3 separate regions of the Mus musculus genome follow, and all the other regions are linked to region 2. A link is a contact called in public Hi-C data. All regions are on one chromosome and are shown on one strand. Each heading gives the region's core, a stretch centred on a gene start, on an enhancer-like site or on the middle of the called end of the contact. The rest is flanking DNA. Distances are from core to core; before and after follow the strand shown.

Evidence for each region. A called contact is a pair of places that touch in the nucleus more often than the background predicts.
Region 1: a contact with region 2 is called in a Hi-C map of bone marrow-derived macrophages, with 33 read pairs. The contact joins two enhancer-like sites. A contact is called at or near these places in 5 of 484 Hi-C or Micro-C datasets (bone marrow-derived macrophages, cardiomyocytes, cranial neural crest and 2 more), 6 of 115 datasets of contacts at active chromatin or transcription factors (CD8 T cells, T-cell acute lymphoblastic leukemia, effector CD8 T cells and 2 more) and 1 of 9 other capture datasets (embryonic stem cells).
Region 3: a contact with region 2 is called in a Hi-C map of bone marrow-derived macrophages, with 36 read pairs. The contact joins two enhancer-like sites. A contact is called at or near these places in 3 of 15 datasets of contacts at CTCF or cohesin (the NIH/3T3 cell line, embryonic stem cells and large pre-B cells), 11 of 484 Hi-C or Micro-C datasets (the 63-12 cell line, B cells, CD4 T cells and 7 more) and 15 of 115 datasets of contacts at active chromatin or transcription factors (the 230-238 cell line, CD8 T cells, the HPC-7 cell line and 11 more).

What each region holds. Positions count from the first base shown.
Region 1 is chr2:128,309,759-128,313,890 of GRCm38.p6, reverse strand. The region is part of intron 2 of Morrbid (myeloid RNA regulator of BCL2L11 induced cell death); the gene reads left to right. Among named protein-coding and RNA genes, the nearest start is that of Gm14010, 110 kb to the left of the region's middle. Within about 2 kb of position 1,605, at least 123 of the 459 cell types and tissues checked have an H3K27ac peak or open chromatin away from gene starts, as enhancers often do. A contact at or near this core is called in CD8 T cells and bone marrow-derived macrophages, where this site is marked.
Region 2 is chr2:128,151,459-128,155,266 of GRCm38.p6, reverse strand. The region is part of intron 3 of Bcl2l11 (BCL2-like 11 (apoptosis facilitator)); the gene reads right to left. Among named protein-coding and RNA genes, the nearest start is that of Gm14009, 16 kb to the left of the region's middle. Within about 2 kb of position 1,601, at least 77 of the 459 cell types and tissues checked have an H3K27ac peak or open chromatin away from gene starts, as enhancers often do. A contact at or near this core is called in the 230-238 cell line, the 63-12 cell line, B cells and 5 more, where this site is marked.
Region 3 is chr2:128,391,689-128,395,446 of GRCm38.p6, reverse strand. The region is part of intron 1 of Morrbid (myeloid RNA regulator of BCL2L11 induced cell death); the gene reads left to right. Among named protein-coding and RNA genes, the nearest start is that of Gm14010, 29 kb to the left of the region's middle. Within about 2 kb of position 1,571, at least 56 of the 459 cell types and tissues checked have an H3K27ac peak or open chromatin away from gene starts, as enhancers often do. A contact at or near this core is called in the 230-238 cell line, the 63-12 cell line, B cells and 5 more, where this site is marked.

The sequences.
Region 1 (4,132 bases), core at 356-2,855, 160 kb before region 2:
CAAGAATGGAGATCAGGGTGTGCTGTCTTTGAATCAAGGTGGAAATGTGTCTACAGAGTCCCCTCCCTGCCCCGGGTATCCTGAGCTACTGAGCTAAGCAATGTGGTAAAGGATTCTGTCCTGGGCTGACCCAGGCTCTACAGCTAGCAATACAGATTCCCCTTGACCCCAGGGTTTCCTCCAGGGAGCCCAGCATCCTCCCTATGAGCTGCTCCTCCTGCTCACATTCTTTAGCTGATGCTTTTGTGCTGGGTTCTATCCTTGTGGTTTTCTGCATTTATTGGGGGCTTTCTGCATTCCTCGCTCTGAGGTTGCCATTTGAACAGCTCTCTGGTCACCCTGGCTAGAATTCGGCAGCTCTTCTCCCATGTTGGCTGGTACACCCTGCTTCCTGCCAGGACCCTGCTGCTCTCGGGGTGGATCTGGGCTAAGCTCCAGAAGACACAATTCCCAGCTCTGACTCCATCCACATGCCCAGATGTTCCTCTGCTCATTTCTCCTCTCTTCTCTTCCAAAGCCAGGGAGCATCTTGAGTGAGAGAAGGCACAAGCGGGTCCACAGCACTCATTCGGTCCATTTCCTCTCAAAAACTTTGTAGCAAACACAAGGGTGGGCGTGGAGAGCAGATTCCTCCCAACTTGGAGGGGCCTCACAAGCCAGCGCTGCAGGCCTTCACTCCCATATCATCTCTGACCATTTGGTAGTGACTGACCTGGCTACGACATCTGTGCTTAAGAAGAGTGTGCAATGAGGGATTCTCAGTGCCTTTGGAGCTCAATATTTTACTGGTCTATAAGCAACCTGCTACTTACGTTCCAAGCTGAGAACCTAGCCGCCACACATACAGCAGTGTGTTCGAAGCCACAGTTGAGCAGGGCAGATCTGAGGATGAAATCCAGGTTGTCCAGCCTTTCCTACTGGTGTCTTTAAAGCTGAAAGCTGGTCTCTTAGGAGGTCAGATGACTGCCTGCCTCCCAGTCTGTGTCTATTGCTAGCTACCCGGAGTGCAGGAAAGGGGGAGAGGTGGGCTGGATAGGGCAGACAGGGTATGAAGGCAGAACACAAATAGAAGCTGCAGGAGGAGCCAGCACACTGGGTGTGAACCTTGGAGACACAGCAGAGCCAGAGATCAGAGCCCCTGGGAATGCCAGTTGGGGTGGGGGTGGGGGGTGTGGTGAGGTGGGGTGGGGGGCTGCCGAAACTGCTGCTGGGGGTGGGGGTGGGGGGTGGAAGGATATTTCACGGGGCCAGAGAAAAGGAGTCCATTGGCCTTAGTAAAGGGACAACATCTTGTTTTATTAAAAGCCTGTTGCTGGCTGGATAAGCCGTCTGCCTGCTGAGTGGGCAGGGGCCCAATATTACTGTGGCTAATTCGGAGCCAGTGTTGGAGAGCTGACATCAAACCAGGAAACGCTCGCGCGCGCGGCTCTCTCCCTCTCCGGCTCTCCCTCTCCCTCCCTCCGCCTCCTCTTCTCTCATTCTTGAGCTTGAATCTACTGTGCATGATATGTGTGCATGTGTGTCCGTGTGTCTCTCTGTGTGTGACATTATGTACACTTGCTGGGAGTTCACCCCATGGCTCCCTCCTCCTCTTCCTGTCCTCTACTCCCTCTGCCAAGCACCCCAGCCCCACCTTTGCCCCTGGCCTCCTCAGTCTCCGCCCCCAGAAGACTTGAACAGAGAAGACCCAGACTATGGCCTGGGGTTATTTACTGAGACGCCTGGGGAGGAAAGTTTCGAAATGACCAAACCCACCCCTTTCCAGATCTCCATTTGTAGGTTAAAAGAAAAAGTAAAGGAAGTCATTTCAAAAGAAACCAGGAGGAAAGCGGCTCTCTTCGGCAGCATGTGTGATTATTATTAATATTAGACTTGTTTAAGGCAAGGGAAAAATGTAAAATGGCTTTTTTCCTGTTTTTATCGTAGTTTTTTGTTGTTGTTGGTTTTGTTTTTTGTTTTTTTGTTTTTTTGTTTTTTTTTTTCCTTTTTTCTTCTACTGTCTTGGGAGTCAGAAGGGCAAACAGTAATTTCAGAGTAAGATGGAAGCCATCATCTCCTTAGTTCATGTGATGTCTTTCTGGGAATTGGGAGAGTGAATGAGTTTCATGTAAACGCCTATAATCACTTTTCCTGCTAAGGTTTTAGAGGACTCTGAGTCTCCCAATTTGCTGTAACTTAAAGTCACCCAAATTGCTTCCACTTTTACCAAAAAAAAAAAAAAAAAAAAAAAAATTAATTATTTATCCAGATTTTAAGCTGTAAAAAAAAAATAAATGAAAAAGTTTTTTTCACTGGTTGGTTGTCTGAGGTGACTTATTTAATTCTTTGATAAGGTTAAAGCAAATTGCCCCTATATAAAATAGAATATGATAATTTATTGGCATCTCTGTAACCCTGCTTTCAAACAATAAACTTTGAATGAAGAGCCAGAAAGGTATAAATGTCTTTAAATTAATAATTTTAATGTATCATTCACAGAGATAAGGGGATTCCAAGACAAGAGAAACATAAAGTGTACCTGACAATATCTTACTACATGTTGCAAGCAAGAAGGCATATTGTGTGTATTATGTATGTATGTGCATGTGTATGCGTTTTTGTTTATGTATGTACATGTGTGTATATGTGCATGTGTGTGTATGCATAGTTGGTATAATTTCACTATGCTGAGGTTATCATACAAAATTCATGCACTGATTCCTAACCACAGTCCTAAGCCTGTCTCCCTAAGGCTACTCACCCATTTGACATATCTTAGAAGGTCGTTTTCTGTCTTTGACAGAAGTCTCCGATTTGACGGTCAGGATCCCGGAGAAGACTCTCCAGCCACAGGGCTGATCATGGTGGCTTCTCTCCAGATGGGTGAAGTAGAGCATTGCTTTTGGACTCTGCTTATATACTGGCCAGTGGGAGCCATGGGATTCTAGGCTTATGCCTGGTTAGCTTGAGTAAATGATGGGACTGAGTTCTGGTGAACAGGTATAGCCTTGGGTGTAGTGGGATGCTGACTAAGCTATTTTCACATGTCTAAACAGTATTTTTTTTTAAACTATGCTTCTTATACTTCATATTTGAATATTCCGTTTTTTAAGAGGGACGGGGAGATAGCTCTGTGGTTAATAATGCCTGTTGCCAAGACCAATGGCCTGGAATTGGTGTGTGTGTGTGTGTGTGTGTGTGTGTGTGCACTTTTATATTATTTATCACATATAAATCATCATATTGATATAAACCTAAATCAGGTAAACACACAGCTTTTTCTATACGTATCAATACTTTATAAATTAACTTCATGGAAGTCTTTAAAATTATAGGGACAAGTAAACATGGCACAGAAAAGAGAACAGTGTGGCACATTAAATCCAGCCTACCTTTTCTAAACTTTGTCTGTGAGGTTAAAAAATGTTCAACAAATCTGATTTTTCCCTGTCCTCTAGTTACCAAAGAGAAAGATAATGAGAAGATTACTGTGGTAAGGGAACGCACAAGAGGCAGAATCCACCCCCACCCCAGCGGGGCATGGGGGCTCTATCAGCTGGCAGGGTGTGTTTTTCTAGAATGTCTTTGCTGGTTGATTTAAACCACTAACTCCAAGTTTTTAATATAGCACTTTCCGTGAGTCACTGGGCAGAAAGCCCATCCCAAGGCAGGCAAGAGTCCAAGACAGAAACAAGCAGGATCCAGCTACAAGCTGGATAGCACAGCTAAACATTCATAATTAAGAAAGCTCCAGTCACTCTGAGATTGCCTCCTTCTTGATAAAAGAAGGAAAACGTTATTGAAAACCAGGGTGAGGGAAGGGAACCTCCGAGAAAATGCTGACCAGCAGCAATGCTAACAATCAACTTGGTGTCCAGGGGAGGAGTGGCAAGCTGCTTAGCTCTTCAAAGGGAACTCAGCATCCTGCGGACTCAGTGCAGGGCAGGTGCACACAAGTGCAGGAGGCCGACCGGTCCCTTCTGAGAAAGCAGAAGGTGGGGGTGGGATCACAGGAGGCCCCGGTGAACAAATTTTTTCTGCGTGGAAAATCACTCAGGGAGCAAAACATGTCCAAGCCTTAAGAACAAGCTGTGCTGACTTCCGGATCTGGACCAAAGCAATGCAGATGCTTTCTCCTTCCCTTATAAACTAC
Region 2 (3,808 bases), core at 352-2,851:
CACCATTGCTGCCGAGACTGATGTTCGACTTGAGGTCCGTAGAGCTGCGGAGACATTAACTACTAAGTCATAAAGATACTTGGGCGATCTATTATCCTGATGCAGTTGTGGGAAGGGTTTTTTTTTTTTTTTAAGGCATCAGAGACAAGCAGCCCCCTGAAAAGATGTTCTAGTGCCCTTAGGACTGTGTGTCTAAGAGTCACCCACTGCCACTGCCAGCTGAAAAATAAATTTCAGGCTTTTAAGCCTTTAAAGCAACCCCACAGGGCCCGTGTGGTTGCCCCAGACTACAAATGGCTGGAGGTGTCAGGACAAGAGGTGGCAGGGCCAGGACAGGTAAGCTGGATCCAACTCACACCTAGAAGGCATGTGACACCTAGGACCTCACACTCAAATTCCCAGAATGGAGAGCAATGATTGTGGACAGAGGCGACTCTGGAGTCCACACAGCGCTGCCTCTCAACGATTGAGGCTGGGAATTCCAGACTGGATCTGTGGAGTGGGATGCGAGACCAGACCCTGCGAGTAAGCTCAGCAATGCAGCTCAGATTCTGCTACAGTAGAGCGCAAATGCCAACCTCCTGTGTAGAGCTCGCACGCGACACAGCACTATGCAGAGAGCTGACCCCAGCGAGGGGGGCTTGGAGTAACAACCACATCACAACTAAAGGTAAAGGTTGAGAGAGATTTCAAATCACATCAAGAAGACCCAGAGGTGAGACCTGTGGCAACATAACCTCAAGTCCTGTTTCCTGGCAGTCAAGGTAGTGGGGCAAAAATGGTGGTGTTGGGCTGGAAAGACAGCTCAACGGCTGTGAGCATATACTGCTCTTCTTGTGTACCTGGGTTCTTTGCACCCTCAGATGGCTCATAACTGCCTGTACATCTAGTTTTAGGGGCTCCACTGCCCTCTGTCCTGAGAACAACCTGCACACACATGATGCGCACATACACATAAATAAAAGATGAATAAATAAGTCCTTTTTATAGACTGACAGTATCCTATCCCAAGTTCTTAGAGACAAAAGCGTCCGAGAATAGGCACACCCTCCGTTGGATGGGTGTTTTACATACAATGCCCACACTGAAGAGTCTTAAACTTCTAACAGGTTTGCATGTAAGGCAAGTAATCATAGGAAACTGAATTTTGGACTGTGAGACCAGGAAGGACTCTGGCAGTCTCTGCTGTAGGTGCTGACTCCTGAGAAGGCAATGCCAACGTCCTCCTGGATGGTGCACCGGCCTCCATCCTCACCACTGAGTGAGCCATCCAGGAGGCTGAGGGGTACCCACAACACAGCTATACCACGCCTCTATGGGATCCTAACCCAGCCGTCTAAACAATGTTGAGTATAGCAGCCATGAGGCCTTTCCCCTCTCTCCACCCTCAGACAGAGAATTTACTGAGATTTCCATGCTGGTTCAATGCCCACGGCTGCCTCGAGGCCAGGCAACGGCTGCCCAGGGACTGCATTCACTTCCCATTTGCCACAAAGAGAACATGTGCATCTAAACAGCCTGGGTCTCATAGCTTAGCGATCACGAGACGGCTGGAGACAGTGCACAAGAGGCACCCTACCGGTATGACGTAATGCCTCTGAACATCAGAGGAACAAATGTGCTCCCCCCACAACCCCCCAGCACAGCAAGCAAGCTGAGCGGTCGTCACAGATCTACCATGGCCACGCTGGCTTGACAGTTATGTACAGACTGCAAATATTCTCAAGGACCAAACGTGTATCCTATCTCCTCTGCGTCGTATAGCAGTAACTGTTAAAAGTGGAGGCCTTTTATAGGGACACAGAAACCACTTCACAATCTCACTCACAGCGGGAGGCTATCTCTCCACCCACCCTGGAGGTGTGACACACAGTTCTGCTTGGTGGGGATCCTGCCAGGCTGGCCTCAGAACCAGAAGCGGGTCCTGCTCTACAGCCAGCCAAACAGGGTTCAAGATTGGTAGTATGTCTCCTGTGAGAGCTACGAGGGACAAAATACTCAACTCAGGGCAGGAACATGCTGTTCTGAAATGCTAAGTGGGATGTAACACACTTTAACCACAACTAAAACCTCCTGCTTTGGTTCAGCGAGGTGAAGTCTAGGCAAGGGATGATGCAATCACCTTATTATTTTTATGTGTCTGCAGAAGGGCCAAACCGTCCTTTCTTTGCATCTTCATTTCCTCCTCCAGAGATTTAAAAAAAAAAAAAATTACCCTGAGAACCTGCCTGAAGTTCCCCTCCGGGCACCTGCACCTCCTCTTGGTTGCACGTTCACGGCTCCCTATCCCACAACGGCCGGGTAGCCCTGCAGGTGTAGCACCTGCCAGGCCCCACAGCACCCTCACACGTGGTGTGTGGTGTAGATCAACACAAGGATGTCTAGCCCAACACCCCGCCAGCCATTCGAACACACCCCAGTGCTTCAGTCTCCTCTCATATTTGCCTACACCCAGACAGATGCAGCCTGCGCCTGTAGGGTCCAACGCACTTGCTTCAAAAGCATGTCCGAAGCATGTAAAGGCAGCCAGGTGGACAGGGTTCCTGGCACCACTCAACGTGACAGAGAACGGGGTGATAATGGCACCCAGATTCTCGAGCACGCAGGGTTCAGCATCCGACACTAGAGTAGACCCCGTGGCTCTGGATGGGGTGCACTTGCTGACGAGCCAAGCTGCCCTCCCTCAGTAGCTACAGGGAACCCTCATTCAGAAAAGCAGCTCAATGCTATGGAGTGAATAACACAGCTCTTTCCGCTTGCCTCAGGGGAGAAACCGAAGCACTCGCCACCTCCAGTCACTAAACAGAGGTGGCATGTGTGGTTCAGTTCAGATATGAACAAAGCCTAAAACCAAAATGCCCAACCGCTCCCTCCAACTGCGACACACAATTGTGTCACAGACAAGAGCAGATAACAGTTCACCTTACCTCCTAGTGACTGCGTTTGCTACAAGAGGGACCTGCGACTACCATGTGAAGAGACCCCATCCTTCCGTGAGTCAGATCTAGTGTGATTTTACATTGATATTCATGCCTTTAATGGCAACAGTTTAAGAAAGCAACTTATCTTATTAAACTCCAGCTTTCAATTAATGAGGGCCTCTGGAGAACATGGCCCGAGGCCACACATCTCTGGTTGGTTTCATCCAAGCAAGCTATAATTTCGGCCTCTCCCTTGTTGGTGATTTATAGGAACCACCGTCATTTCTAAAAGCACGGAGTCAGATAGCATAGTGGGCTCCCTTTCTTAGGAAAGCGAGACGGACAGGCTTCAAGTTTAAAGTATACAAATGCTCCTGTGCATATTGCTTTAGTGAAACTTGTGTTTTATCAAAGCTGATCTGTGTGGACCCCCGTTTTAGCTCCACTTTATCTGATGCTGGGTTCTCCTGTTGTCTGTGTACACTCCAATCAACTCATGCCTGCACATGTCCCAGACCAAGGGGGAAGGAAGCAGTGTAAACCAAAAGGTGTTTCTTGTGATCAGACAAAGGGTTTCCACTCACTCACTGTCCCATCTGCAGGGGTCTTAGCTTTAGGCTGGGCACTTGGAGGACATCCCCTCAACAGCTACCCTAAAGGGCTGACAGGCCTTTCCCAGCAACCTAGCCCATGGCCAAAATACCCACAAGTGGACATCTTTCATAATTAGTGCCCACAGGTGCTGAGGACTATGTGACATGCACTTGATGTCACCTGGCCCAGGTATGGGTATAAGAGCGGCAGCTGAGCCATGGAGACGGCCCTGATGACAGCTATGGGAGATGAGTGTGAAATGGGGTTGTCGAACATTGACGCATCCCTGACAC
Region 3 (3,758 bases), core at 322-2,821, 240 kb before region 2:
CACAACCTTTGCCTCTAGGACTACCTAAAATGGTCCCACCTCCTTGTTTGTGTTTTTCCATAGCTGAGAGACCAGGAAGGAAACAGGGGTACAGGTTGCTGGAAATGAGAGCCGAGCACACAGGAGCTACAGTCTGGACAGATGCCAGTCCCTGCCAGAGGCAGGGCACCCACAACACTGATGTCCCTGAACCATTCCCCTGGGGCCTCATTTGAACTTCGAAGTTCCATGAGCCTATCAATGAAGCCCACACACTGTCTTACCTATCCCTCTCCTGGCTTCTTAGTTTTTGTGTGGGTTGCTAAGTGGAACCCAATGACAAAACTGGAAGACTACTATAGACACTTCTACAGGGCTGTGAGGCTGACGGGAGGAAACGGAATGCCAGAGGTCTGGCTGGCTTGAGCTCTGTTTGGTTCAGTAAAATATTGCTGTTGTTTATGTCAAAAAGTGGGAGAGAAGCCAGGCAGCCAAGCATGATAACAGAGATCTCTAATGTCAAGCACTTGCGGGGCTGGGGTAGAAAGGCCAGCCTGGGCTCTCAGGGAGTCCCAGGCCGGCCTGGGCTATATAACCTTATGAGACCCTGTCTCACAAGAACAGCAAGATCAGAAAAACAAGGTGGGAAAAAGACCGTTGGAGACACCTTGGGCTCTCAATCGGCCATACCCCTAGAAAAGGCTTCTCTGGGTTCACCCTCTTGGGGAAGACCTGGATTCTGAGTAAGGGATTTTTCTCCTAGGTTCTGAGGAAGGTCTCAGGGGTAAGGGTTTCACAGTGAAGTTTGTGCTTACATTTTATGACAGAGATGAAAAGAAACCCTGTGTCCTAGGCTCCAGCGTATTTCTTTGAGGACCCGGCATGGGGTCATTGTTCTTAGAGTCTCTGGCTCCATTTCACAGACACGTAGCACATTCTACATTCTAGGGTTGGCTATGAAGACAGGCAGTATTCTCAGAACTATTTTTAGCATTTTATTTTCTGTTCAGGGTCAAGAACTTCACCCACCTAAGTCAGGTCCCACTACATGGAATGTTCCAGAAAGCAAAACGTCCAGCTGCCTGTCTTCTATTCTAGGCCTAAGTTATTTGAATTAAATCCCAAAGCCAAATTAATTCTACATACTCTGCTGCTTCTGTGTCAGGGACATTGATTCTCCAGTTATCAGGGGTTCTTGCAGATCCCTGCAACCACAGGACTCCGAAACCACAGGGTTGCGGAGAAGATATGCAGATATCCTCTTTAATGGCAATTTCAGTTATGTTCATTAGAAAGTGTGATGCTCACCCCCGGGGGCCAGGGGCTGTCCATCTCAGTCACTCTACCCTCCCGTGGGCCTGCTTTAAGTCATCTTTCTCTGGGGTGGTGGCTTTCACAGTCATGTGAGTTTGGTACATGGCTGCCTTGAGTTTAGCTACAATATATAGTCGTGGTGTGTGTGTGTGTGTGTGTGTGTGAGAGAGAGAGAGAGAGAGAGAGAGAGAGAGAGAGAGAGAAATAAAATACCCTCTGCAAGGTCCTGTGGAGGTCACCGTCCTTAAGGACTCTGCCACCTGCAATGTGGTTGGACAAGAGTGAGTGTCCCAGGGCTCTTTTTATCGTGCAGTGACAATGTAGGGATTTCTATGGCAGAAGCTCGCGGGGTCATTTTTAAACTCGGGTGCATTGAGCATAATCGGCTAATTTTGGCTTTTAGTACTTCTGTAATTGAAGACAGACAGATTGCTAATTCGGTGTGTTTGAAACTTCCTCAAGATCGTTTGAGCAGCCTTGAGGCCAGGGTTGGTCATACTTTCATTTTAAACATAGTTATTTTCCCTCGGGGAAATGAGCAGGCCCTGCTTGGTGTGTGGTCTGGTGACTTGTTGATTTCAGAGTCCCACAGTATGGACATGAAGCCTGGTGGGGACGGCTGCTGGCTCACGGGTCACCTGACTGCCTTTGCGGAGGGTCCAGCTTTTGTTCTTATTTATAAGAAGGGTGACAAGAGGTCTTTGGTGGTGTGCCTGTGGGACTTAGCTGTTGGATTTCCAGCTTAACTGTCAAATGCAGAGTCTGATTCTCTGAGCTTGCTTTCATCTTGTTCCTAGGAAGAAATATTAGCTACTGCCCCTTTTTATGTTCTTATGTATTTCTATTCTGTATATTTTACCCTGCACAGCTATGCATGACGACAGGTCATTTGAGGCTTCTGAAAGAGAATTTTGTTAGCCAACCTCAGCTTTTTGGTGTTTTGGTTTGGTTTTGGACACCAAGTCACTAGTGACCCAATAAGAGAGACAGTTCAGAAATTAAGACGAGTTGACATTTACCTAAATCTGACTCCGTGGCCTCTGTGGCTCTGGTTTTTGTATTATTTCCTCAGACAAGCTGTAGCATTGGCCCAACATCAGAACTTTTCAGATCCAAGAGCAACACGGTGTGGACTCACTTCCTGTCCGAACTGCACGGACTTACCGACTCTGTGGGCTTTATGATGCAGAAGCAGTGTTCAATAGCTCATAAAGTTTATATCTCACACAAACTTACCTGTGATATTATTAATTACTATTTGGCTGCCTAGAAACTATTTTTCCTGTGGCCCTGTAATACCTCTTGTGGAGTAACATTGAAAAAAAAAATAAGTAAGGACCCTCATAATACAAAATAAATCTGACTTGCCTTTCTTGTCACTTACAGATGGGTTTTTAAAAAGCATCTTGCCTTTCCTATCAACAAAGCCCCCCACCCTCCCCCCCGTTTTTGTCAGTTCTTCTATTTATTTTGAAATACTAAACAATCGACTTCACTTGTCCTCGCGGCTTCTTATGTCTTGGGGGAATGACTCACTGATTTAGGCTCTCAGTCACCAGGGGCCAATGTCAGGATCCACAGAAACTTCCTGTTGTTTCGAATAGCTTCCCCCCAACCCCCTACACCCTCCCTCCTTCGAGGTGACAGAGTCTAGAGAATTCACAGGGCGTGGGGGGTGGGTCGGAGGTGGCGGGCTGGGTTATTTGACTTCTGAAATGAGTTTTAAAGTATCAGATTTAAAAGTGTGTCACTTACCAAACCCAAGATGTAGTGTGTCCCTGAGGTTTCTTGGTAGTGTTCTTGCTCCTGTGCTTCGTGCAATTAGAAAAAGAAAAAAAAAAAAATCACCTTTTGGTTTTTAGATTGTAAAAGCATCACTCCTGCCAGCAGACCTGGAGAGGGCCGTGGTGAACGGGGATTTACTTATTGCGGGACAGGGTAGCCAATAAACTGTCACCCTCTCCTGTGCTTAGGGTGTTCAGGGTATTTGTTAATGTTCAAAAAAAAAAAAAGTGGGATCACAATTCTGAGACACCAAGCGTAGATTACTTCATAGACAAAGAGTGGAAGCTGGAGATCGAGATCGGCGGGGCTGGAAGGGAGGAGGTGGGGGAGGGAGTGTAATGGGGCCAGCTTCAGTTTGAAAAGACAAAAATGTCCTAGAGAAAGGTGCTGCTGTCCATTGCGCAGCAACGTGAATGGAAACAGGACACTGAAGGACACACAGAGATGTGGTTAAAGTGCTCAGAGTGCTGTGACCATTAGCACAGTTTAAACAATGCACACACATCTGTGGAAATTGGGTGTTTGAATCACCGTGTAATAAAATATTAGCTAGATGTGATTTGTAAGAATTTACCAAAACTTCCATTCAGAATGGCTACTCTGACTATACACATGTTGTATACACTGTGGGTCTGGTTAACTAAGATGTGTGGTTTTTTTTCCCCACTTTTTTTTTTTTT